Linked DNA regions of Mus musculus: regions 2, 3 and 4 are each linked to region 1. A link is a contact called in public Hi-C and promoter capture Hi-C data. All regions are on one chromosome and are shown on one strand. Each heading gives the region's core, a stretch centred on a gene start, on an enhancer-like site or on the middle of the called end of the contact. The rest is flanking DNA. Distances are from core to core; before and after follow the strand shown.

Region 1 (5,758 bases), core at 1,597-4,096:
ACCAAAATAGAAAAGAGCACAGTACTTGTTACACATGCATGATAACAGGAAGGAATACTTAAAATACTTTTCTGGGCTAGAAAGATGGCTCAGCACCTAGGAACACTTATTGCTCATGCAGATGAACTGGGTTGTAGTACCACACCCATATGTTGGATTAGAGTCATCTGTAACTTCAACCAGGGATCCAACACCCTCTCTTGACCTCCAAGGGCACCAGGCATGCTTGTGGTACACATGCATACATCCAGTCAAAACATTCATACATATAAATAAAATTAAAAAACACTGTGCTATGAAAGAGCATACATGTCAAAGAATGTGTGTTGCATGACGCCGTGTGTACAAAGTTCTATAACACACAAAATCGACCTGCAGCTGAAATATCAGGCAGCAATGACTACCAGAAAGGACACTGATGACTTCAAGTCCAACATGTAGAACAGCCCTGGGTAAAACATCCTACATTAAAGGCTACCATCTCCACTCTCCTAGGAGACTTGCATTGCATAGCTCTGTGTATTTGCCAAAACTCAGTAAGTGATACACTGAGTCACTCATTTCACTGTCTGAAAATTTTACCCAAGCCAGAAAAACCTATAAACAAATGACTGCCTCTAATACGCATATGAAACTATTTAAGGGAGAATGAATTAATTGATGTTTGCAGCTTGTTTTGAAATGAGTAAAGTAGAGGGGCATGTGCATAAATAAATTAGGAAGTGGATATAGAGCAAGAACTCAACAGCAGAGCAGTGGGTACAAGATCACAGCTGCCCGGCTAAATCCTGACCAATTCACTATGCTTGAATTCTTTCAGTACGGAACTGTGGACATTAAAACCCTGGATACAGGGTAGAAAACACATCTCAGGACCAAATATGTAGGACCAATGAGATGGCTCAGCAGGTAGAGGTGCTTGCTAAGCCTGATAACCTATGTGGACTTCTACATCCTGCTTGGTAGAAAGAAAAAAGCTACTTTCTGTGGACTGATCTCTGAGAACATGAACACCACTGACATTAACAGGTGTGGTTGTACATGCGTCTGCTTGTATACTGAGTGGAGAGTATTGGGTCATTCATAGAGGCTTCCTAGGATCATGAGTGTGCCCTTGAAGAGAGAAAACAATCATGACATGGCAGGGAGTGGGTCAAAACAAAAGACTCTGACAAGTGTCTTGGAACAAGTGACTGGCAAAGAAATCAAGGTCTTAAAAAAAAAAAAAAAAAACAGCCACAGCAAAGGATTCAGAGGTGAAGAATCACAAGGCAACTGTACATTTGGAGGATGCTAGCAACAGCATCAAACAACACAGTGTTTATCATAGTCCAGAGGAGACTGTGTAGAGGTGAGAAGAGAGTCTAGGAGGATGCAGTGTGCAACAGCATTCAGAGGCCAGAGGGAGATTGAACTCCTACTCAGTCTGCAGAAGCTTCTGTCCAAACCAAGAAAAGTCTGGCATCCTCTACTATGACAGCAAAGCATCCCAACTGGAGAAGAAGAGATGTGTCAACCCACACCTTTCCTGGGCATTGCTGGTATGAGAAGCATATTGCTTGTTCTCTCTCCTCTCAGAGGTGTAAGGACCATGGTGCCACCAGACACACTTCTCAAGTCCAAACTAAGAGGACTTAGTCCAATATCCGGGTCTGGGTGATTTTCTCCAATGCATGATACCAAAAAGCTCTACGTAAGAGATAGCTACCCAGGATATAAACACACAGCCTACCCCAAACCTGGATGTCCTCACTTCCAAAAGAAAATGGCCAGTGGCTCCTCCAATGAGAGCACAGAAGATGTACATCCATATGAATTACCTATCTGTTCTCTGACAGGACATCAGATTCTCAGTCACACATCCCAAATAGTTCATCAACAGCTTGATCAAGTCACATTTGTTGCCTTCTGCCTCCTCATTGGAAACAGGGAAATAACTTTTTGAGGGCAACTTTGACATCCTTGTTCCTTAGAGAATAAATGGCGGGGTTCAGGGTAGGGCTGACTGCTGTGTACAATAAAGCAACTACTTTGCCATTCTCCAAGGAGGATCCGGAGCCAGGCTGCAAATAGGTGTAGATGACGGTGGAGTAGTACAGGACAACCACCACCAGGTGGGCAGAGCAGGTAGAGAAGGCTCGCTTCTTGCCCTCTGTGGAGCGGATGCGCAGGATGCTGGTGATGATGAAGCTATAGGATATCATAGTCAACAGAAAGTTGACCACACCAAAATAAACATCTGCAATGACAATCATGATGTTGTTGAGGGTGGTTGGGCTGCAAGACAGAAGCAGCAGTGTTGGGACTTCACATAAAAAGTGACGAATTTGGTTGGGGCCACAGAAATTGAGTCGTGCCATCAAGCCAGTGTGCACAGATGTGCTGGCTGCACTGATGACCCACACACTGCCGGCGAGCAGGACACAGATGGGCCAGCTCATCAGCATGCTGTAGTGCAGTGGGCGACAGATGGCCACATAGCGGTCATAGGCCATGGCAGTGAGCAGCAGCAGCTCAGCCCCTAGAAACCAGGTCAGGAAAAAGAGTTGGGTCATGCATCCCTTATAAGAAATGTGGCTGCTCTTACCCACCAAACCCTCCAGCAGCTTGGGAAGAACAGTGGATGTACAGACGATGTCCAACAGGGCCAGGTTTGCAAGGAAGAAGTACATGGGGGTGTGAAGGCTTGAGTTGAGGCTGATGGCTATGATGATGAGGGTGTTTCCTGCAAGAGCCAGGATGTAAAGAAGCAAGAAAAAGGCCAAGAAGAGAGCCTGGAGCCCAGGGTCCTCAGAGAGTCCCTGCAGGACAAACTCCACCACAGTTGTGTAATTGTTTATTTCCATTTGAGAGTGAGTCCTGGGAGTTACTGTGACACAGATGGGATGGTCAAGGAGACACCAGGTGTGAGGCAGCCATCATTTCACACTGGGTTCAGACAGCCGTGAGTAGGAGTGCTTCTCAATGCTCTGTTTCTGTAGAATTGATAACATCATCTCTCAACACAGTGTGACAGTGTGAGCATGAACTCTCCACTCTGTACACAGTAGACCCAGAACAGAAGGAACCCCTGCCTGTGATGGGCAATATCCATCTACAGCTTCTGTTTGATTTAACATAGATCATGCCCTATGATACTCTGAGAACTGGAGCTCCTTTCAGCATGTACACCAGGCAGCTAAGGCATACTAAGGGGCAGTCTGTTCCACAGCATAGACCTTTTGAACCTAGAGAAGACCAACCTTATCAAGGAGTGGGCCAGGGTTCTCAGAGGCAGGCATAAAAACAGTTCCAGGATGTATGTTTTGGGGTCGTGATAGATTCAGAACACGAAGCTGTTACAGAATGGCATGTAGGTGGTACAGATGGCCCTGGCTCTTGGGGAATGAATATAACCCTTTTGTAAATACCAGAACTGTCTATTTCTACGTGGCCACTCTAAATCACTCCCTTGAGGATGACAAACCCAGCGAGGACAACAGGTATCACTCACTACCCTGGGAAGGCTTGTGCCTGCCAGAGAAGGTATCAGGCTGTGCCAGGACTGGAAACAACATGAAAGGCATGGACCTGGCTTCACGCCAGCCCCCAATTTCTAGGCTATCACTCCTACCCAGCTTCAAGTCTATCTTCCCCTCACCTTATACACATATATCTCTAATCATCCAGGACTCTCCAAGCATATGGGCCTCTCAGGTAGAGAAGAATAGGAACTGATCAGCATGCAGAGAAAGAGCTCTGCCCCTTTCTACTATCTGATGGGAATGAGCAGGCCCACACCCATCCTGGAGACTCCATGAGTGGGATGTTGGCTACATGAAAACAAAGAAGTCACAAAGGGTATGTGAAAACAAAGAAGTCACAAAGGGTATGTGCTGAACAAGGAAGACACTTTCCCCCTGTGATTGCACAGATCAAGGTCTTTCTCCTACAGGGTGAACTTAAGAGAAGGACCTGAGCCTATGATTCCCCAACCCCTCCTATTGAAGAGCTAAGCTACCCATAGAAACTTCAAGACCCATACTTGTGCCCACAAAAGGAAAGATTTATCTGTGAGCCTTCCCTGCAGATCCCAGGGGCCTCATACAGAAGGCAGGGCCTCTCAACTGAACCCCCCAAATTCCCTCTGTCTACATCTCAACCCTAGTAACTGTCTGCTTCTAACTATTCAGGCCACAGGTGGCTCTGAGTTCTGAACTCTGTACCAGATCCACAGGAAACCACCATGCCTCTTTAGAGACCCAAATCTGCCTCAGAGCCAAGCCACAAGGCAAGATTTCTATTCATACTGATCAACAGTGCAGATAGGTCACAGAGCAAACCTACAGAGCCATGCATTTAAAGTTTCAAACTGTAACTATGAGTCAAAGTAATTCTGGTAACAGGTTTTTTTTTCATTTTTATATACTAAAATAGATCAAAGCAAAACCAAATCTCTTCTGAGAATTATCTCTCCCTCACAGAAGACACAGAAAGAAGAAAGAAAGGAGAGAGAGAGAGAGAGAAAGAGAGAGAGAGAGAGAGAGAGAGAGAGAGAGAGAGAGAGAGAGAGAGAGAGAGATGGGTACCCAAAAGGAAAGAGGGAATAGAGGAAGGAGCAACTCACATGGAAGGAGAAGCTGTCTGTGGCTGCCCATCTATACCCAAGATGTCTACATGTCATAGAGAACATACAGGATGGGCACAAAGCTATAACCCTGTGTCTCTTTTGTTTGCTCTTGACCTTAATGTAGGGTCTGCCCCATGGGGTGGACACTGAGGTTGCTAGGGAGTGGCCCACAGAGAGCAATTACCCACAATGAGGTAAACAGGAGTCCCTCTAGGCCATAGTCCCCAAGCTGAGACACCAGGACCCTAAGGCATAGAGAAAGCAGATGCCTGAGGTCATGTGCTCTAGGACACTGACCCCCTGTGGTGATTTCTACCCTGGGGATGCGTGCAAGACAGCTTGCCTGAGCATCATGTACCCTTGATCCCTGTAGGAGGATGTATTTCATGTTAACAAACTGTTCCTCAGCATAGTTTATTGGTTTCCCTCCCCTCCTTTTATCATTGCATCATTAAATTATCTTGGTGTGACATGGTCCTATTGATAAACCAACTCTGATCAGTTAATTCATCACTATCTGAGGACATAAATTGTAGGCCACTCTCATGCTTTGACTGGGAAATGCACAGTCATTATGGTAGATCACACTTGAGGTTGACCCTGAATAGAAGCAACTTTTCTCTGAAGTTTTCAAATCTTCCCATGGGGAGAGATTGTGTGAAAACTGTGGAGGTGAGGTTCAGCATGAATTACAGGACTTGAGGTCCACCATGTTCTGTGGCATGAGCCCTTGGCAGCAGATTGGCTTCCCTGTAAAGCCAGAAGACTCACAGCGGGGGTGAACCATCTCTTGTAGTCACAGATCAGTACACAAAGTAACCCGTTCAGAATCAGTCATTGCAAAAACTAATGGACCTAAAATAATCCAAACTCCACAAACCAAATGACCACTGGCCACCTTAAGTTCCAGATCCTCCAAAGTCCTTGAACTCTGTTAATATGCACATTATCAATCTCTCCTAAAATGTTACCTATTTAACAGAACAACAAACACAACACTTATAGCACAACTCAAGATTCGAACAATTTGTAGAGCACATTAAGATGAGATAAGAGCTTCAATTAAATTTGATCTTTCTAGTCAATCCACCATAAAGAGACTAATCTGAGTTATAAAACTAATAAGTAATTTAAGTCTGTTACACTGGT
Region 2 (5,758 bases), core at 1,674-4,173, 480 kb before region 1:
GTGCACTGACAACAACCAGCAAAAGATGGATTTTTTTTTTCCTTTTGTATTCTGTCAAGATACATTTTTTTTAAGTTCAAACTTCCTCTTCATGGAAGCAAAAACCTATTACTTGCACTTAAATTAATGTATCTTGTTTGACTAATTCTGTAGAGCTTTTAGCCTTAGTTTATTTCCAAGATTTTATAATACTCTGATTAGAGTGTGTGTGTGTGTGTGTGTGTGAGAGAGAGAGAGAGAGAGAGAGAGAGAGGGAGAGAGAGAAAGAGAAAGAGAAGGGGGTGGGCATACAGAGGAGAAGGAAAGAGGTATGGAATTGTGCATGTGTGAGTGAATTGTTCTGGCATGGGCATTAGACTACTGGAGGCTCCAGGTAGCATGTTGACAGCGTTGTACCAGGTAAGCAGATATCTCTAATAATCATTTTCTTATTTTCATTAAAGCTTAAAATTATTGCTGAAACAGTAATTATGGGAGAGATAGTATATAGACTTGATTTCTGAGTCTTCAGTGGTTGTACAATTTTAACCTCTATTTTTATATGTTATGCTTTGAGTCCTATGATGTACACTAATTTTGGGTTTGTGTTACATTGAGATATATAGCTATTATAATATAATGATTAATCTTAGGACTAAGCAACCCATGGAAGAGATAAACAGCTCGTGCATGTCTTTGAGGATGGGTTTGGTGCTTACCTATCTTGATACGGTAATTACTGACACGAAAGAAAATGCAAATGACTTCCCACTATGGTTCCTTCCAGCCTCCTGTAATCCGAGGAAACAATGGAGACCTCATCTTCCTGAAGTCTGTGTGGGATAACTGCGTGTAACCCAGAGGCTTAACCCTAGCTTTCCAAAGGTCCCGAATTCCACAAGAAAGACAGTCTCCTCTCCGTTCTTCACAGATGCCATTTTGATTCTGTGAAGTCCTCATCTTTAGTCCCAATGGGCAGTGAAATAATTTTTCACTTGTAACAGCCCCATCTCTCTTCTAAAGGGGTTAGAGTTCTAATAACTGGTGATTCATCTATCTAATTTATTTGCTAAGAGGATTGAATGAACTGCCCTTGGTTCTCAGTATACTTTGCCAGTGCTCAGTTCTGTGAGAGAAGTACAGAAGGCAGGGCCTATGCGTTCCATCTGTCTCCTGACACTTAAAGTGAGAGAGTGTGGGGGAGTGTGGGGGATGTGAGGGAGGGTCAGCAGACAGGCACTTTAAGAGAGTGGGCACAGATTTGTGGGGTACTGGGGCCATGGCCCTTCCAGAGATCAGGCTAGCAGTCCGAGGACTTTTTACTGATTGGCAATTTCTCCTAATTTATTTCTGACATTTCACATTTCTGCCTGGGCTAGAGCACACTACAGCTCTGGGCTGTCGTCTTTGAGTCCATTCTGTATTTTCTACTGAGTTCTGGGTGAACTTGAAGGAAAATAAAGAGTTGGACAGGGGATTTCAGACAGATTTCCTTATTTACAGAACAAGCAACTGAAGGGTGGTATCATTCAGAGCTTCCCCTGGGCTGGGTGTGGCAGTTGCATGCCTTTAATCCTGGCACAAGGGAGACAGGGAGACATGGATGTCTGAGTTTGAGGCCAGCCTAGTCTACGTAGTACCTGAACAGTTAGGGCTGTTCTGGTCACCCACATTTGTCATTCTGGTCCCCACCAGATACCTCCGGCATCCCTGATTTTTCCATTCCAGCAAGTACACTACTTCCCTTCTCGTCTTATCGATGAATGGAAAGATGAGCGTGAGAAGCACCTTCAGCCTCAGAGGTGGGACGCTTCCTTTGGAAGCAATGCGATGATTTAAGGTCCTATCATTTGCGGTGATGTAAACTTAGAGGGGAGCAGGACCCAAGGCATCTCAATCAATGGCCTGGAGAAATGATTAGCCAGGAGGAAGATGCAGGACCGATTGGCCAGACATGCCCTCTGGAAGCTCCTGGTCAGCCAGTGAAAGTGTGTAATGTCCGAGGTGGAACAGACGGAGGGGAAGTCACTCCTGCTCTGCATCTCCTTATTTGTCTCTACCTCTTTGAGGTTGCAGAAAGGACAAGGGAGAAGATGGATCACATGAGGGAGAAACCAAAGGGTGTAGTTTGCTTTCAACTGATAATGGCTGCCCAAATATCTTTAAAGGAGGCTGTCTGTCTTTACTGGTGACAATGGAGACAGCCATTCTTCTTCTTTTTTTTCCCCAAGAGATTGTGTTGTGCAGCAGCATCCATCACAGATCCTCTTGGCCTACCAGTGAGTCTGTATAAGCCCTGTCTCGGTGTCATGGAGGATCACTTACGTTGTAGGAAGGTGGTCTTAAGATCAGCCTCTTTAAGGCCAGTGAGGGAATCTCAAGTGTTTTTTTTTTTTTTAAATTTTGATTTTTTTTTTTTTTTTTGGTGTGAATTTCACTTCATGCGCCCAAGTCCCACTTATGCCTCTGTCCCTCTATATCTGCCCTCTGCCCTTACAACCTACCTTCCCAAAGGAAACCAACAACAACCAAAAACCAAAACAGCACCTCACCGAGGAAGCTGCAGTGTCACATGGTGTGTCACACAGTATACCCTTATGCCCAAACAGCTTTATGGTTTGAGGCCTCTGGCTTCTGCTACACCATCAGTACTGGATCCTCACCAGGAGTCCTCTAGGATATTCTGTTGTTGCCCTGTGACATGGGATCCTGCAGAGTTGGTTCTGCAGGACCAGACCTTTCTCATGATCATGGGGAAGGCACTGGGGTGGGCTAACTCAAAGCCCTGGATCTGGGCCTGGGTGGTAGCTGAGTTAGTTCTTCAGCCTGCCAGCTCTCCTGTGCCACTAGGTCTCCTGCTTTGCCCAGGCAAGGGATGGGACCAGCTCTCCCATGCTTATACCATTTGGGCCAGCTGTCACCTATGCCACCAGGGCCAGCTCTACTATGCTGCCTAGTGGTGGTGCATGGCCAGCTCTCTTGAAGGCTGCAGTCATCAAGGGGCAGGGCTAGTCTGAGTTTAGGCCTGTAGGGGGAGCTAGCTAACCTTTGTCCGTGATAGTTACCCAATGGCTTGGTTTAAAGAACTGAATAGTCTTGGCTGCTTTGCTTTGCTTTATTGATTGATTTAGATTTAGAGCTGAGATAATTACAAAGAGGAAAGATCTCACCACTAATGAGGAAAAATATAAGTAACAGAATTCAGTCTCCTGTGGGTAACACTCATGAAGTCTCCCGAAGACCTTTTTGCCCACTCCAGGGGCAGTTCCAGAGGTCAGAGCTATCTGAAAAAAATTCTCTTGCCCCCTAAACCACCTTGAATCTAAAGACTGAGGGGGACCCCTGCCTGAAATAAGGGAGAAATAAGTCAGCTTGGGATTTCTACGGCGGCCAGACACACATCCATCCCAGGACTGGGGAGGCTCTGAAAGTTCAGCAGTTCTCCCTATCCTTTCATGATGAGTAGCTATTAGAAGAAACCCTTGACTCTGAGACCCCCAAAAGTTACTGTCTAGGGGTCTAGATCGGGTTTCTTTTCTCTACCAATTTAAAAAGTAAAGGTAGGTACAGTTTTGAGGTAGCACAGCAGGTAGCAGCAGTGAGAATTTCAGACACATCACAGGAGCAAAAGGTTAAGAAGTGTTATTAAAGATGAAGAAGTCTACAGGAATGCACACATAGAACACAATGGGGTTTTTAGAAGCTGAAGTTCACTGTCTCCTGAGTGCCAGGAGTGGAGTCTTAAGAGTCTTTTGTGGCCAGGGATGAACCCTAGTTCCTTAATTTCAGATTGGTCAGTTGAAACAAAGAAAGAGAAGTTGGTAGACCCACAGCTTTGGGTAAATACATTCAGGTTCAACCTTGAGCTTATCTGACAAGCCTGGACAGTCAACTGGAAATGGGGGATAGTGATGGGAGAAAGAGACTGCCAGGCCTTTGTCTCAGTCAAGAGGGTGAAGAAGGAGATGGAAGGATGCAACCGTTTTCTGTTTCCTTCTCTGTCCATCCATCAATGATCTAACTCTCACTCCCCAGTTTTACGGTTAGGGTTAGAGTTAGGTTTGTAGGATTAGGGGTTAGGTTTAGGGTTACTTAGGCTTAGCCTTGAAGGTTAGGAGGATTAGGGTTAGTGACAGAGGGTTAGGGTTAAGGTACTAGGGACAAGGACTAGGTATGGGGTCAAGCCTCGTGGTAGAACTAGTTTTCTATTGCTGTGACAAAACACTATGGTCAAGGCAACCCACAGAAGAGTGTGTATTGCATATAGTTTTAGAGGGTGGGTCTATGGCACCATGGCAGGAAGATGGCTGTCGGTCAGTATGGTGTTGGAGCAGTAGCTAAAAGTTACTTCCATATTCACAAAGGCAAGGGGAGGAGGATGGGCTTTTGGTGGAATGGGGTTGACCAGGGTGTTTGAAACCTCAAAGACCACCCCTAGTGACACACTTTCTCCAACAAGGAGAAATCTTTCCCAATCCCACAAACTGTGGAGCAAGCATTCAGACATGAGCCTACAGGACCCATGCTCATTCAGACCATCACTGGGAGGCGTGGGGTTTAGGTTAGTGTGTGGGGTTAGGGGGAGGATTAGCTCTTGCACGGTTTCGGTATAAAGAGCTATCTAGTGTACCAGTGCGGTTGACCTCCCAGTGCTAAGAGCCATGGAGCAATTAGTGGAACAGAGGCAGGGCTCCAGATAATAGAGTCAAAGGGAAACAAACCTGAGGATTTCAAGATTTTCCTTTATCTTCTATTTTTATTTTTGTGGGGGTTGTGTTCAAGACAGGGTTTCTTTGTTTAGCTTTGATTGTTCTGGAACTTGCTCTGTAGAGCAGGATGGCCTCGAATTCAGAGATCCACATGCCTCTGCCTTTTGAGTGCTGGGATTAATGGCGTGCACCATCACCTCTGGCTCAAGATTTTTTTTTAAAGCCATAATGTCAGAAACTAAAAATTTTAATTCGTTAATAGTTGTTATGAAGAAAAGGAAGGAAGAGATGGTGGTCTTCTCAGTCAGCTCCCTACATGTTTTCAGGAGGAAAGCAACATGATTCTTTTGTCTGTCTGTCTGTCTGTCTGTCTGTCTGTCTGTCTGCCTGCCTGCTGTATTTGGTAGGGTGTCACTTAGCAGCCTCTAACTCAGCCAAGCGTAAAAACAAGTAGTCAATTTTAACCTCAGTAAGATGTTTATATACACATACATGCTTATACACATACACAAACCCTGAGGTTACCATGAATCACCACTCTTACTCCCAGGAGAACTGTGACCCTAATATTAATGCTTCCATTGAGCTATTGGAAGTTAATTATGATTAGAGTCAATACTCCTTATTCCTTGGTATTGTCTGACACATCTGTGCCACCAGTCTAAGAAAACACTCTGAGAGGGTCAAGATGCATGACACATTCATCTTTCTATACCACACAGTGCTAGGATATGTAAAAAACTGTGCACAAAGCCAGCACTACATGGAAGATGTTGTATGGGGGCAGGATAATTACAGCTGTATGCAGGAGGATATACATATATGTATGTGTATACACATATATGCATATATACACATATGTTATAATATATATTTACACAGTGAAGTTTGAATATTTTCTGACTTCTAATCTTTTTAGAGATGGAAGATAATATATAGTTTAGTGTCATAGGCATAGTTATCTTTTATTTTTTTTCCTAAGACAATGTTTCTCTGGAACTCACTCTGTAGACCAGGCTGGCCTCGAATTTAGAGATCTGCCTGCCTCTACCTCCTGAGTGCTGGGATTA
Region 3 (5,758 bases), core at 1,833-4,332, 370 kb before region 1:
ATACAAAAAAAGAAGCGATTTTAGATTCTAATCTTGCTTTTCCAGTGCGTTGGTGTATCCAGGACTTGCTATGGTGGGAGAATTGGGTTCTCATGATGCCAAGTAACCTTGGTTTCTGTTGCTTATGTTTTTATGCTTACTTCCTGTCATCTGATTATCTCTGGTGCTACCTGCCCTCGATATATCTGACTGGGGTCTGTCCTTCCTGTGATCTTGATTATGTCAGAACTCCTCAGAGTTCAGCTGTCTCTGGGATCCTGTGATCATGAGATCCTGGGTGTGTCAGAGCTCCTGGGAGTCAAGCTGCCTCTGGGACCTTTAGATTCTGGTGTGACCAAGCTCCTGTGATCCTGTGATCCTGTGGTCCTGAGCGTGTTAGAGCACCTGACAGTGGAGCTTCTTCTGGGTGTTGTGGGACTGGCTGCAGAGTTCAAACCCAAGGTCTGTTCAGGGCACTACCTCTCACCAAAAGGAACATGTGCCACTGGTCAGGTGGAATTCCTGGATGCCTGGGTACTGCTCATCTCAGTTAATTCCAGTGTTGGGGCAGATGTGTACTCCTCACCTCTGATCCTCTGATCCTGGGCGTTTTAGAGAGCCTGGGAGTAGAGCTTCTTCTAGGTGTTGTGGGACTGGCCATGGAGTTTCTGTCCAAGGTCTGCTCAGGACACCAGCCCAGACTGGAAGGAAATCGTGCTACTAGATGGGCAGAATTCCTAGGTCTGGCTGGTCCTCAGAAGTGTTCCTTTTTCATGTGTTCTGGGCTGCCATGATGGGAAGAAAGTTCTCCATCATACCCCCACTGCTGCAAAGCCCTGCCTCACAAAAGGCCAAAACAAAGACACAAATGGCCATGGACTGAGGCCTCTGAATCTCTGAGTCAGTATAAATACATTGAAAATATATTTATTTGACACAAAGATTAAGAGTTGATTAATACAACATACAGAGTTTTCACCACAAGTTCTGGTATGGTACAGCATTTATGAAGAATAGTGAAGTAGGTTGACCAAGAACGTGTTTAGTCTGAAAAGGATACAGCATCTTTTCAGCAGCATTTCCTGCAGAAGCTGCCCTTTATCCACTGAGGTGGCATTGCACCATTCTTTCAACAGTTACTATAGATACACGTCTCCACCCTCTTCCTTCCTCCTGCTGCCTCCTCATTGTTCTGAAGTGTTTGAGTCAGGGGTAATTGGTCAATGTATAAAGGACTTCATTTTCTGTGCATTTGTTTTGTTTTGGTATTATTGGTATTGTTTTATTGGTTTGCATTTTGTGCATTTTGTTGCAAGAGAAAGAGAGGTGTGGGTGTTGGGTAGGTAGGCAAGTGGGTAGTTAGGACCTTAGAAGAGTTGCAGGAAAGAAAAACAAGAAGATTAAATGATGTATGAGTAAGAAGGTTTTAACCTAGCCTTGTCGTCTATGATCTATATTTGGTTAATTTTTATTTATAGTGTGAATAAAGCTCCACTCTATGCTTTGCATGTCATCAATAAACTAGTTTCCCCATTTCTCTTTGCTGGAAATAATCTTTCCCATGAAAGATCGATTGTTTTCATGGTCGTAAGTATGCTTTGTGACATATGTGACTTCATTTTGAAACTTAAATGTTACCTCAGTTCCATAGATTATCTCTTTCTCCATACCATCTGACTCCCAGAGCTCATAGAAAAGTGTGAAGTGGAGAATCCAAGACATGCAACTTGTGGCCATGCTGGCCCCTCATGTTTCATTATGAAGTTTAGATTGATTAGTCATAGCTCTGAAACAAGCACCTGTTATATTTGCAGAGTCCCTGCATGAAATGCTTTTGTTTTGTGACAATCACTATTGACACTCACTGAAAATCATCCAGTGGCCAGTGGCACCTCCATTTAGGTAAACTTTAGTTACTTTTGAAATAGTTTGTATTTATAAGGAAGTAAAGCTTGAGTGTTTTGTTTACATTGCCAGTAAGAATTTTAGTGTATTTAAGGTTACAGTGAGTTGAATGGTCCAGTCCTTGCATCAGGCAAAGCCTTTCTAAAGCAGAGATAAATAAACCACACCCCACGAATCTGCTCTTAGAAAAGTGTGATTAGGAACAGCACAGGCCAGAAGAAAAGCCTGCACATCTCCACTTAATGTGAGAAAGAGGCCAATATTCTGCCCAAGGCAAGCTTGACATCCTTGTTCCTCAGTGTATAGATGAGGGGGTTGAGGGTTGGGCTGACGATCGAGTATAACACTGAGGTAACTTTGCTTCTTTCTGGACTGTAGCTGGAAGCAGGGCTGACATAGGCACAGAACACAGATGAGTAGTACACAGAGACCACAATGAGGTGGGATGAGCAGGTAGAAAAGGCCTTCCTCTTGCCCTCAGCAGAACGCATGCGCAGGATGCTGGCAATGATGCAGCCATAGGATAGCAAGGTAAGCACAAAATTGACGCCTCCAAAAAAGGAATCTCCCAAAAGAGTCATAATGGTATTTACATATGTAGGACTACAGGAGAGCAGGAGGAGTGGGGGAATCTCACAGAAGAAGTGGGTGATGACCTTGGGTCCACAGAATGACAGCCGTGTCATCAGGCCAGTGTGCACAGATGCATTCACAGCACTGATGGACCATACACCCATGGCCAGGGCCCCACACATCTGTGGGCTCATCCTAGAGCTGTAGTGCAGGGGACAGCAGATGGCCACATAGCGGTCATAGGCCATGACCGTGAGCAGCAGCAGCTCAGAAGATGCTGACCATGCAAGGAAGAAGAGCTGAGACATACATTCCTTGAAGGAGATAGTGTTTTCCTCAGACACTAGGCCAACCAAGGCCTTAGGAATCACAGAGGAGGTGCACAAAATATCCGTGGTAGCCAGGTTGCACAGGAAAAAGTACATGGGATTGTGGAGCCCAGTGCTGGAGGTAACCAAAGCGATGATCAAAATGTTGCCCATCAGAGCCATTATGTAGAGGGTCAAGAAGCAGCCTATCAGGAACAATCTTAGATCAGGGTGCTCTGAGAACCCTTCCAGCACAAACTCTGTTACTTCTGTCTGGTTGAGTCTCAACATCATCAAGGAGAGGATGGGGTCCACTGCTATGTCTTTCAGGTTCCTATAAAATGCCACAGTTTACCTCTTCAAAATCTGGATCCAAACTGTCTGCTGTCAGAAAGGGAAGGAGTGAGTGTATTTCCTTCATGAAAGCATCTTGTCTTTTCTTGTATGTACCACACCATTGGAAAGCCACATATATTTCATTTTCTCTTATTTCTCACATAGTAACTTTCCCCCTATAGTGTTTTATCAAGGGGAACCTATGTTCTTCTCTGATCTTGAACATTCGGAAAGGGAGAAGCATCCTTTACTCAGCACTTGCCTATGCTTTTCTTCTCCATCGCTACTAAGCCCTGTGCTCTGGGGACAGTGTTTGGTGACCCAGCTGTACCCCTTACTTTCACATCTCCTATTCTCCACCTGATGAGAATTTTAGGTAGATACACTGAGATGATTATTATGTCTTTGTTTCTACACTTGGCCTCCTTAGCTGACAGGCACTTTGTCTCTTCTGATATCTGGAGTGGTTGTCCAACTACCCATCTCAATGAGATATTGGCACCCCCATGGCCAAGTAGCCATGTATTTTCTGAATTAATTACTGTTATTGGTATCTTCTGTATTTGGAAGTCTTCTGACTCTACCCAACATTGAATCTATGACCACAAAGAACATTCTTAAAACCCAGCCCTATGAACCTAAACTGCTCATGGGGCTCTTCTGTCTTAATGAACCCCATTGAACACTGAAGTCAACATACCCACAGCTGAAGTCATTACCACTGTCTACAGATGTTTCTTGTAGTTTCAGTATCTTTAATCAGTAATTCACCCTCAGCTACACAGTGACTCCAGATACTTTTTCCATGGAGCTCAGCTCCATCTTTCTGACTCATTTTCTCATGTGTAATCTATTCCCTTGATAGATCCTCATTAGTGTCCAGATGCTGAGCAAAGAGAATGGTGTTCTTTACCCTCTTTCCTCTCTAATCTAACTGATCCTCAATGAGTGCAACTATAGCTTCCCCATTCTTACAACTCACATTCTCAAGGTCTTCAGTAGTTTCATAATTTCTGGGTTCTTGTCATTTCCATCATTTCTAGTTTCCTTCTCTACCACTCAAGGGATACCAATGGTATACTTAAGATAACTGGACTTCTGCCCTAAGCAAAACTCACCATGTTTCCCCAGTCTTTCAGTGAATAACACTCCATAGCTTGACACAGTAGACTCATCTAACATCCTTCATTAGCATTTTCCATAAGTTCCTGTCTGAGCGTATATGTGAATATACTCTACCCTATCTAGAAATCTGTTTTGGAAATTATTTTCAGTGCTCCTCATCTGGAAATATTCTTCATTTTGCAATAGTCTTCCAGTGAAATGTTTCATTCACTGAGTGCAGTGGCATAACCCACTCCCCAATTTGCTGTATAACCCTTCATTTTCTTTGCTCACATTTTATTTCACATAATTTTCATAGTATGGCTCACAATCTATTTTCTCTCTTATTTAGTTATGAATGCTGATTATATCTTTCTACATTTCAAACTATAGCTACAGAAATATTGTATTTACCCTTTGGAACCATATGAATATTGATATGACTGACCATGTCTCCTCCTCCCCATTCTATTGTACTGGAGAATGTTAATGCATATTTAGTATTGCTCAAGGTTCTGCTGAAACAGAAGTTCAAAACCAAATTCCTATAATGTTCTTGAGATTTTCTTGATCAGGCTATCTAATTCATCTATACTTGATACTGTAAAATACTCCCTCAATAGTACATGTAATCAATTTTATTTGCTTCCATTCCTTTGTACACCTGCCTCAGAGCTTAAGGGAAAGATTAAAAAAATAATCAAAACCTGTAATAGACATGTGATATATGATAGAAATTTCTTAGTATTAATAACACATCTATACAAATCTAACTATGTGGAAAATAACTAACTTATTCTTAAATAATGCACCTTAGAAGAAGTGACAGAGAAATATAGTCCTTGGGGTGATCTGAGGACCCAGAAACATGTTAACACATCTATGGACACATGACTTTTTGTAAACAGACAAAGAAAGAAAGAAACAAGCGGGGGGAAAAACAAACTAGAGAAATAATCGCATGTTCAACAAATGGTGCTGGTTCAATTGGACATTTACATGTAGAAGAATGAAACTAGTCACTTTCTCTTTCCCTGTACAAAACTCAGCTGCAATTAGACCAAGGACCTCAGCATAATATCAAACACCCTAAAAATGACAAAGGAGAAATTATAGAATATGTGACTCATTATCACAGGAAAAGACTTTCTGAACAGGACCATGGTAGTTCAAGCATTAAGTTCACATGCTTCACTATGTTTATAACAGCCTTATCTATAATAGCCAGAAGCTGGAAACAACCCAGATGTCTGTCAACAGAGAAATGGATACAGAAAATGTGGTACATTTACATAATTTACCCAGCTATTAAAACAGTGACTTCATGAAACTCACAGGCAAATGGATGGGACTAGAAAATATCATCCTAAGGTAACCCAGACACAAAAGAACACATATGGTATGTACTCACTGATATGTGGATATTAGCTCAAAAGCTCAGAATACCCACGATACAACCCACAAACCATATGGAGCTTAAAAAGAAGGGAAGACCAAAATGTAGATGCTTCAATCCTACATAGAAGGAGAAACAAAACAATCATAGTAGGTAG
Region 4 (5,758 bases), core at 2,352-4,851, 340 kb after region 1:
TGTGTGTTTGCCTATCCCAGGGAGCAAATGCAATTAGCAACAGGATGGAGCCCCTGAGCTCTGCCACAGGGCTTAGCTGCACAGGTCAGCTGTCTATCTCGTGCTGCTGGCCGCCCTCCTGGGCAGGCATCTGTGCTCCTCTGAGGCAGGGCTAAGGAATCTTCTGGTGAGCAAGTGATATCTGAGAAGGCCACAAAGTGATAGAGAATTTCCCAAGGGTCGTTTGAGTGGGACCTGAAGAGCTAGTACGTGTTCCTGGCTCTGCCTAGGCCTGGTTGAGAATCTTATCAGCTCTTCTGGGCACTTGTGGCTCACAAGTGGCTTTCAGTGCACATTCTCGTGTTGAAGGTGCTAGTTTGCTGTCTTCTGAGAGTCCCTCAGTTTGTCTACTTATCTTCTTATTGTAAGTGGATGTGGGTGACATACTCTCAGCAGGAATAGCATGGGAAGTAATTACAGTGGGAAGTGACTGAACGACTATGATTTCCATGCCGAGAGCTATCTTTGTGTTGAATGAACTGATGCCTAGAGAGAGAGATGAATGACTACCTCCAAGATCATCTGGAGACTTAAAATCCTACATCTCGCCGGGTGTGGTGGCACACGCCTTTAATCCCAGCACTCGGGAGGCAGAGGCAGGTGGATTTCTGAGTTCGAGGCCAACCTGGTCTACAAAGTGAGCTCCAGGACAGCCAGCACTATACAGAGAAACCCTGTCTCGAAAAAAACAAAACAAACAAACAAACAAACAAACAAAAATAATCCTACATCCCGGGAATCTTTGCCACTTAAACACTAACAATTGCCACTGTCTTATGCTATAGTGATTTTTTCCCTGCTTTTTTGTTTCGTTTATTGTTGTGTGCATGATGTGTGTGGGCACGTGTGCCATGGCGCTCATGTGAAGATCAGAGGACCACTCTGTGAGGTTGACCTTTACCTGGGTTCTGGGGTCAAACTCAGGTCACCAGGTTTGTGCAGCAAGCACCTACTAAATGATCAATCTCAGTGGCCCTTGCTTCTTCTTCTTCTTATTATTATTATTATTATTATTATTATTATCATCATTAGTATGGGGGTGGTGGTGGTGTGTGTGTGTGTTGTGGCGTGTGCATGCACATCACAGGATGCAAGAAGGGATCAGAGGACAACCGTGTGGAATTGGTCTACTTCCACTTTTACATGGTTCAGAGACTGAACCATATCACCATGCTGACAAGCGCCTTAACCCCCTCAGCCATCTCACAAGCCCCTGGTTTTTTTTTTGTTTTGTTTTTGTTCTTGTTTTTCTTGTTTGGTTTGTTTTTTTAGATAGGCTTTCACTCTGTAGCCTATTTTAAATGCTATGGAACTCACTATGTGGCCCACACTGGCCCTTAAGCTCATGACAGTCCTGCTGAGTCAGCTTCCTGAGTAATGGTTTTATGGGTATGAGCCATCACACGTGTGATTTTCTGTTTTTCCTTTTTTTTGGGGGGGGGGGCGGGCTAGGAGGATGATTTTATTTCTTTTTCTTACTTTTTTTTTTTCTTTTGAGACATGGTATCACTATATAGCCTTGGTTGGCCTCTATGTAGACTGGGCTGGCCTCAAACTTATAAAGTTCTGCCTGCCTCAGACTCCTGAGTGCTGGGATTAAAAGCATGCACCACTGTGTCCGGCCAGGGACTAATTTCAGACTTATATAAGAGCTGAAAAATCCCTTTAATCCCAACACTTGGGAGGCAGAGACCATTGAATCTCTGAATTCAAGGCCAGCCTGGTCTACAGAGTGAGTCCAAGATAGCCAGGGATATACAGAAAAACCTTGTCTCAAACAAAACAAAAGGAAAAGAAAGAAAAGGAAGAAAATGTCATCCTAGTCACAGTCCCGGCAGGCAGAACGGAGCAGGGTACGGGAATCCTGGGCAGGGATGAAAGGAAGCTGGGGGGGGGGGGGAGGGAAAAATGTGTCTAAAGCCCATCATGCCATGTTACCATCCTCTTTAACAATGTGGAAACAAAACGGGTTTTCCTAGTTAATTCTTTCCTTTTGAGCTTCTAAAGACCCATGTTCTGAAAGCTTCAGGGCAATGTGTGGGATACTGGGGAGGCCGCAAGATGATTGGCTGGGACAGTTAGCCAAGAAGAGGAGCTCTGCCAGGTTCGGGCTTTATCTTCCTAGCGGTGAGGCCATGCAGATGTTTCCTACTGAGCTGCGTGCAGACAGAAGCCTTCCAGGCTAGGCTGGAGCTGAGCAGGACAGCCTCAGGATGAAGCTAAGGGCCGTACTTGGCCTACTTAGGAGATGCTCTCAGTCAGCTGTGTCTGGTTCCTCCCAGGTCAAGCCAACCTTTGCACCCCCGACACCACCAGTCAAGCCCGGGACTGGAGGGACGGTGCCTGGAGCAACTCAGGTGAGCCTCAGAGGGAAGGGGAAGGGGAAGGGGAAGGGGGAGTCCATCTTGCAGGAACCCTCCTGCTGACTGTGGCACTGTTTCGGAGGGTGAGTGGCTGTTTTCATTTTCTTAGCTGGTAAGTTTTAGTGACATTTGAAAAAAAAAAAAAAGAAAGAAAAAAAAATCCTCAATAACAGGCTTGATGTCTGCTTTATAATTTGCCAGAACTTTCCAGTGCTTGCGGCTTTCGGGGGCTATGGAATTTTCCTTTTCATATGGCTAGTCTACAGTATATATGAAATGCTAGTACAGTCATCTTGTGAGGTCGGGCCCATTCTGTTGTTAGGGGAAGTGGAAGTCTAAATTTAAAGAACTGGCAATGGGTATTTTCAGCTGGACCTCTCTCTTATCAGGTCCTCTTTAATATCGATTTCCTTTTTTTCTTGGCAGGGAGCTGGTGAGCCAAAGGTTGCTCTGAAGGTCCCCATCCAGAAGAGGTGACCAGCTAGGGCACCCCAGGGCCATCGTTTGTGGACGTTTGGAGATACCACTGCTCCTATAAATGTGTTCCTTCAGCAACACCACAACCACCACCCAGGCTGGACCTGCACACGCTGTTCCTACCTCAGGAATAATCTTTCTGTGGCTCTTGCTGTCCAGATGCCCTCATGAACCAGTGGCCTCTCACTGGCCTTGGCCAGCTTAGACCATACATCTGCGTATGCTAGTTGCTAGGCAGGGGCGGTGTACCCTGCAGTGGGCGTGATCAAGTCTGTCTGTCTCTGGGTGGACAGAATGCCAGGAGTCCCCTCCCAGCAACTTCTGCACTGGCCCTCACACAGTGACCTCTCTCCAAGGCACAGTTCCTGTATCTACATCCCACTCGTGTATGAGACTTAGGAAAGGAAAAGACGTCGTTCTTGGGGTGTTGGGACAAGAAGTTGCCGTCATCTCCGGATTGAAACAGATTAGTTGTTGAAATTATGACTAAACACTATTCACTAATAAAGATTCTATTTTATCAATAGATTATAGATCACATTCTACATGGCAGTTTGTTTTTATTACACCAGATCAAACAATTTCACCTACCATCTCCCTTCGTTTTTTAACCATCCACCTTGATTCAGCCCGATCTCTGGGCGTGCAGGAGGACCAATCCTTCCTGGGATCGAGGGAGGGACCAGCGCGGTTAGGGCCCCGCCCCTTCCGGCTGTGCCGCGTCTCCCAGCAACGGTCCAAACCCGCCAGGTTTCTTCCGCTGTGTTTCTCTGCTGCACACCCACTTCTCTGCCATGCTCAGTGCTTCCAAGCCGAGCTCAGCTTCGTTCCTGCCAACGCCTGGGGATATTCATAACCTCTGCGCCTGGCTGGACCGGCTCCCACTCAGCCGCCCCAAGCGCCACTTGGCTCGGGACTTCAGTGATGGTGGTGCGAGTGAGGGCGAGGCGCTATGGGGCGGATGATGAAGAGGACTCAAAGCTGAGGGCCACCCTTGCCTCCAGCCCCCTAGTACGGGTGTGGGTGTTGGGGGAACGGAGCGGTTCTTGAGTCCAGACTCGTGCTCCTTAGGAAAGGTAGTAGCAAACAGGGCCTCCTGTGGCTCTTCCAGCTCCCCCTGGGCTCTCACGCTGTATTAGCTTCCCAGGCCATCCTACCACTTGGTCTGACCTGGAGTCTAGGTGCCGTGCCAGACTCGGGGACAATTATGGGCTCCCCAGGAAAAGCTCGTGTCCTTCCCACTCCATTCCATGCATCTCATGTGGTCAGGGATTACAGTTGCAACCCAGGGTCTTGACCAGGCAAGCCAAGTTCCCCTCGCATTCCCACAGTGCTGGTGGCCGAGATTGTGAAGCACTTCCGCCCTCGGCTGGTGGACTTGCACAGCTACGTCCCAGCCTGCAGTACAGACCAGAAGCTGAGCAACTGGAGCCTTCTCAACAGGCAAGGCCTGGGAGCTCAGCCCACCTAGGTTGACCCCGGGATGCTCTCTCCAGCCATGGGTCTCTGACTGCCTAACTGTGGGTCCTTGCCTATAGAAGAGTACCACAACCAGGGGTACTAGGGCACTAGTACCCCTAGTACCACTCCTGGGGGTGCTAGGGCAGCCTATCAGCTAGCCTGCTCCCTTACGGATCAGTAGAGTTTTACTTCACCTCCCCAAATGTCCTCAGACAAGACTCTGCCTGTGTATAATAAGTGATCTCAAGGACAGAGTCGGGCAGATATGTCTGATGTAGTCCAATCACAGAGGGCCCTCGGGAAGTGTCTGAGCAGAGCAAGGTGGAGAACCTGTGTGGGCACCCCCAAAAGACTGGCTCAGATTGGAATAGAAACATTGCTGGGCTCAGGCCTGGGTCTAATCTCATGGGCTTATGTTTGAGAGGGAAGAGATGAAAAGAGACCTCAAGGGAGATGATCATGCTGAGAGGGCCCAGCTGCAGGTTTCCAGGTACTGTTGAGCTGTCTCAACAGGATTTACCGAGGGCAAGCCAGTAGAGAGATGAGAATGAATGCAGAGAACATGGCCTGATAGAGCACCCCATGTTCTGCGATCTCCTGAGACATAGCTCCAAAGGCCAAGAATGAGATAGCCATGCGCCACTCAAGTGCAGGGCACAAAGGGGCTCTCTGAGAAAGCAAGATGCTGCCCAGTGGCTGGAAGGCATTGCAGGGAGCATAGAACTTCAGGGAGGGCTCAACTCCCAGTCCTTGATGGTACTGCTTTGAGAATGTGCTCCTACCTTCTTTGCAGGAAAGTCTTTCGCAAGCTGCACTTGTGTATCTCAGATAATGATATCCAAAGGGTGGTATCCAACAGGCCTGGAGTTATCGAGTCTATTCTATGTGCACTGAGGGAGAAGATGGAGGCCAGGACTGTTCATGTAGGCTCAGCTGGTACAGCTGTAAGTGTCTGCACATCAATTCAGCATGCAAGTCTGCTGTGCCTTCTGCCCTTTGCACTCAGTCAGACAATCCGTCTGTGTGAGAATAAAACAGAGAAATGAATGTCCCTGTGGTCCAAAAAGAAATGAAGTCCATACATGAGGCAACAGGCCTCACTTAGACTCATTCCTGACTTTCCTGCTGATCTTCTGGAAGGGGGGGGGGGCTCCCGAATTTCCTTTCCAGCCAAATCCACCTACCCTGGGGCAGTGAAAACACTTAAGAGTTGCTCCAAGTACAACCAACCCAAGTGCTTCCCGCTCTTCTCCAGTTTCCATACTAACCCCACCCAGAGTTTGTAATGACCAAACAAATTCAGCCCAGCTACACTTCACTCCCCAACTTTTGTACTTTGCAGGATCCAAGACACTCTGCTGTGGATGCTGTCCGACCCTGGCGGGATCTTACCCCCAACCCACATACCTCTAAGATGC

What was found. Promoter capture Hi-C pulls out the DNA fragments that hold promoters and counts their contacts. Hi-C and Micro-C count contacts between places; a contact is called where the count stands out from the background.
Region 2: a contact with region 1 is called in a Hi-C map of Th2 cells, with 2.4 times the contacts expected there. The contact joins the enhancer-like site here to the promoter of Olfr525 in region 1. A contact is called at or near these places in 12 of 39 promoter capture datasets (the 3T3-L1 cell line, cranial neural crest, embryonic stem cells and 5 more), 1 of 15 datasets of contacts at CTCF or cohesin (CD8 T cells), 5 of 484 Hi-C or Micro-C datasets (the HL-1 cell line, Th2 cells, cortical neurons and 1 more), 1 of 115 datasets of contacts at active chromatin or transcription factors (CD8 T cells) and 1 of 9 other capture datasets (adipose tissue).
Region 3: a promoter capture Hi-C map of liver shows a contact between it and region 1, with 4 times the contacts expected there. The contact joins the promoter of Olfr45 here to the promoter of Olfr525 in region 1. A contact is called at or near these places in 7 of 39 promoter capture datasets (cranial neural crest, embryonic stem cells, hippocampal neurons and 2 more), 1 of 115 datasets of contacts at active chromatin or transcription factors (CD8 T cells) and 3 of 9 other capture datasets (adipose tissue, liver and macrophages).
Region 4: a Hi-C map of Th1 cells shows a contact between it and region 1, with 3 times the contacts expected there. The contact joins the promoter of Spef1l here to the promoter of Olfr525 in region 1. A contact is called at or near these places in 1 of 39 promoter capture datasets (cranial neural crest), 1 of 484 Hi-C or Micro-C datasets (Th1 cells) and 1 of 115 datasets of contacts at active chromatin or transcription factors (memory CD8 T cells).

What each region holds. Positions count from the first base shown.
Region 1 is chr7:140,319,789-140,325,546 of GRCm38.p6, reverse strand. Olfr525 (olfactory receptor 525) reads right to left here and starts at 2,846. Exons shown (of 1, transcript NM_146956.1): 1 at 1,917-2,846. The coding sequence starts at 2,846. The coding sequence ends at 1,917.
Region 2 is chr7:140,803,151-140,808,908 of GRCm38.p6, reverse strand. It overlaps a transcript of Zfp941 not described here. Among named protein-coding and RNA genes, the nearest start is that of Zfp941, 16 kb to the left of the region's middle. Within about 2 kb of position 2,923, at least 32 of the 459 cell types and tissues checked have an H3K27ac peak or open chromatin away from gene starts, as enhancers often do. A contact at or near this core is called in Th2 cells and epiblast stem cells, where this site is marked.
Region 3 is chr7:140,688,208-140,693,965 of GRCm38.p6, reverse strand. Olfr45 (olfactory receptor 45) reads right to left here and starts at 3,082. Exons shown (of 1, transcript NM_146963.2): 1 at 2,047-3,082. The coding sequence starts at 3,059. The coding sequence ends at 2,124.
Region 4 is chr7:139,976,598-139,982,355 of GRCm38.p6, reverse strand. It overlaps Spef1l (sperm flagellar 1 like), which reads left to right and starts at 3,601. Exons shown (of 7, transcript NM_001033465.3): 1 at 3,601-3,809; 2 at 4,211-4,322; 3 at 5,134-5,284; 4 at 5,683-5,758. The coding sequence starts at 3,674. It overlaps Adam8 (a disintegrin and metallopeptidase domain 8), which reads left to right. Exons shown (of 24, transcript NM_001291066.2): 23 at 2,322-2,396; 24 at 2,829-3,424. The coding sequence ends at 2,879. Gm16201 (a long non-coding RNA gene) reads right to left here. Exons shown (of 5, transcript XR_389973.3): 4 at 5,748-5,758; 5 at 3,376-5,359.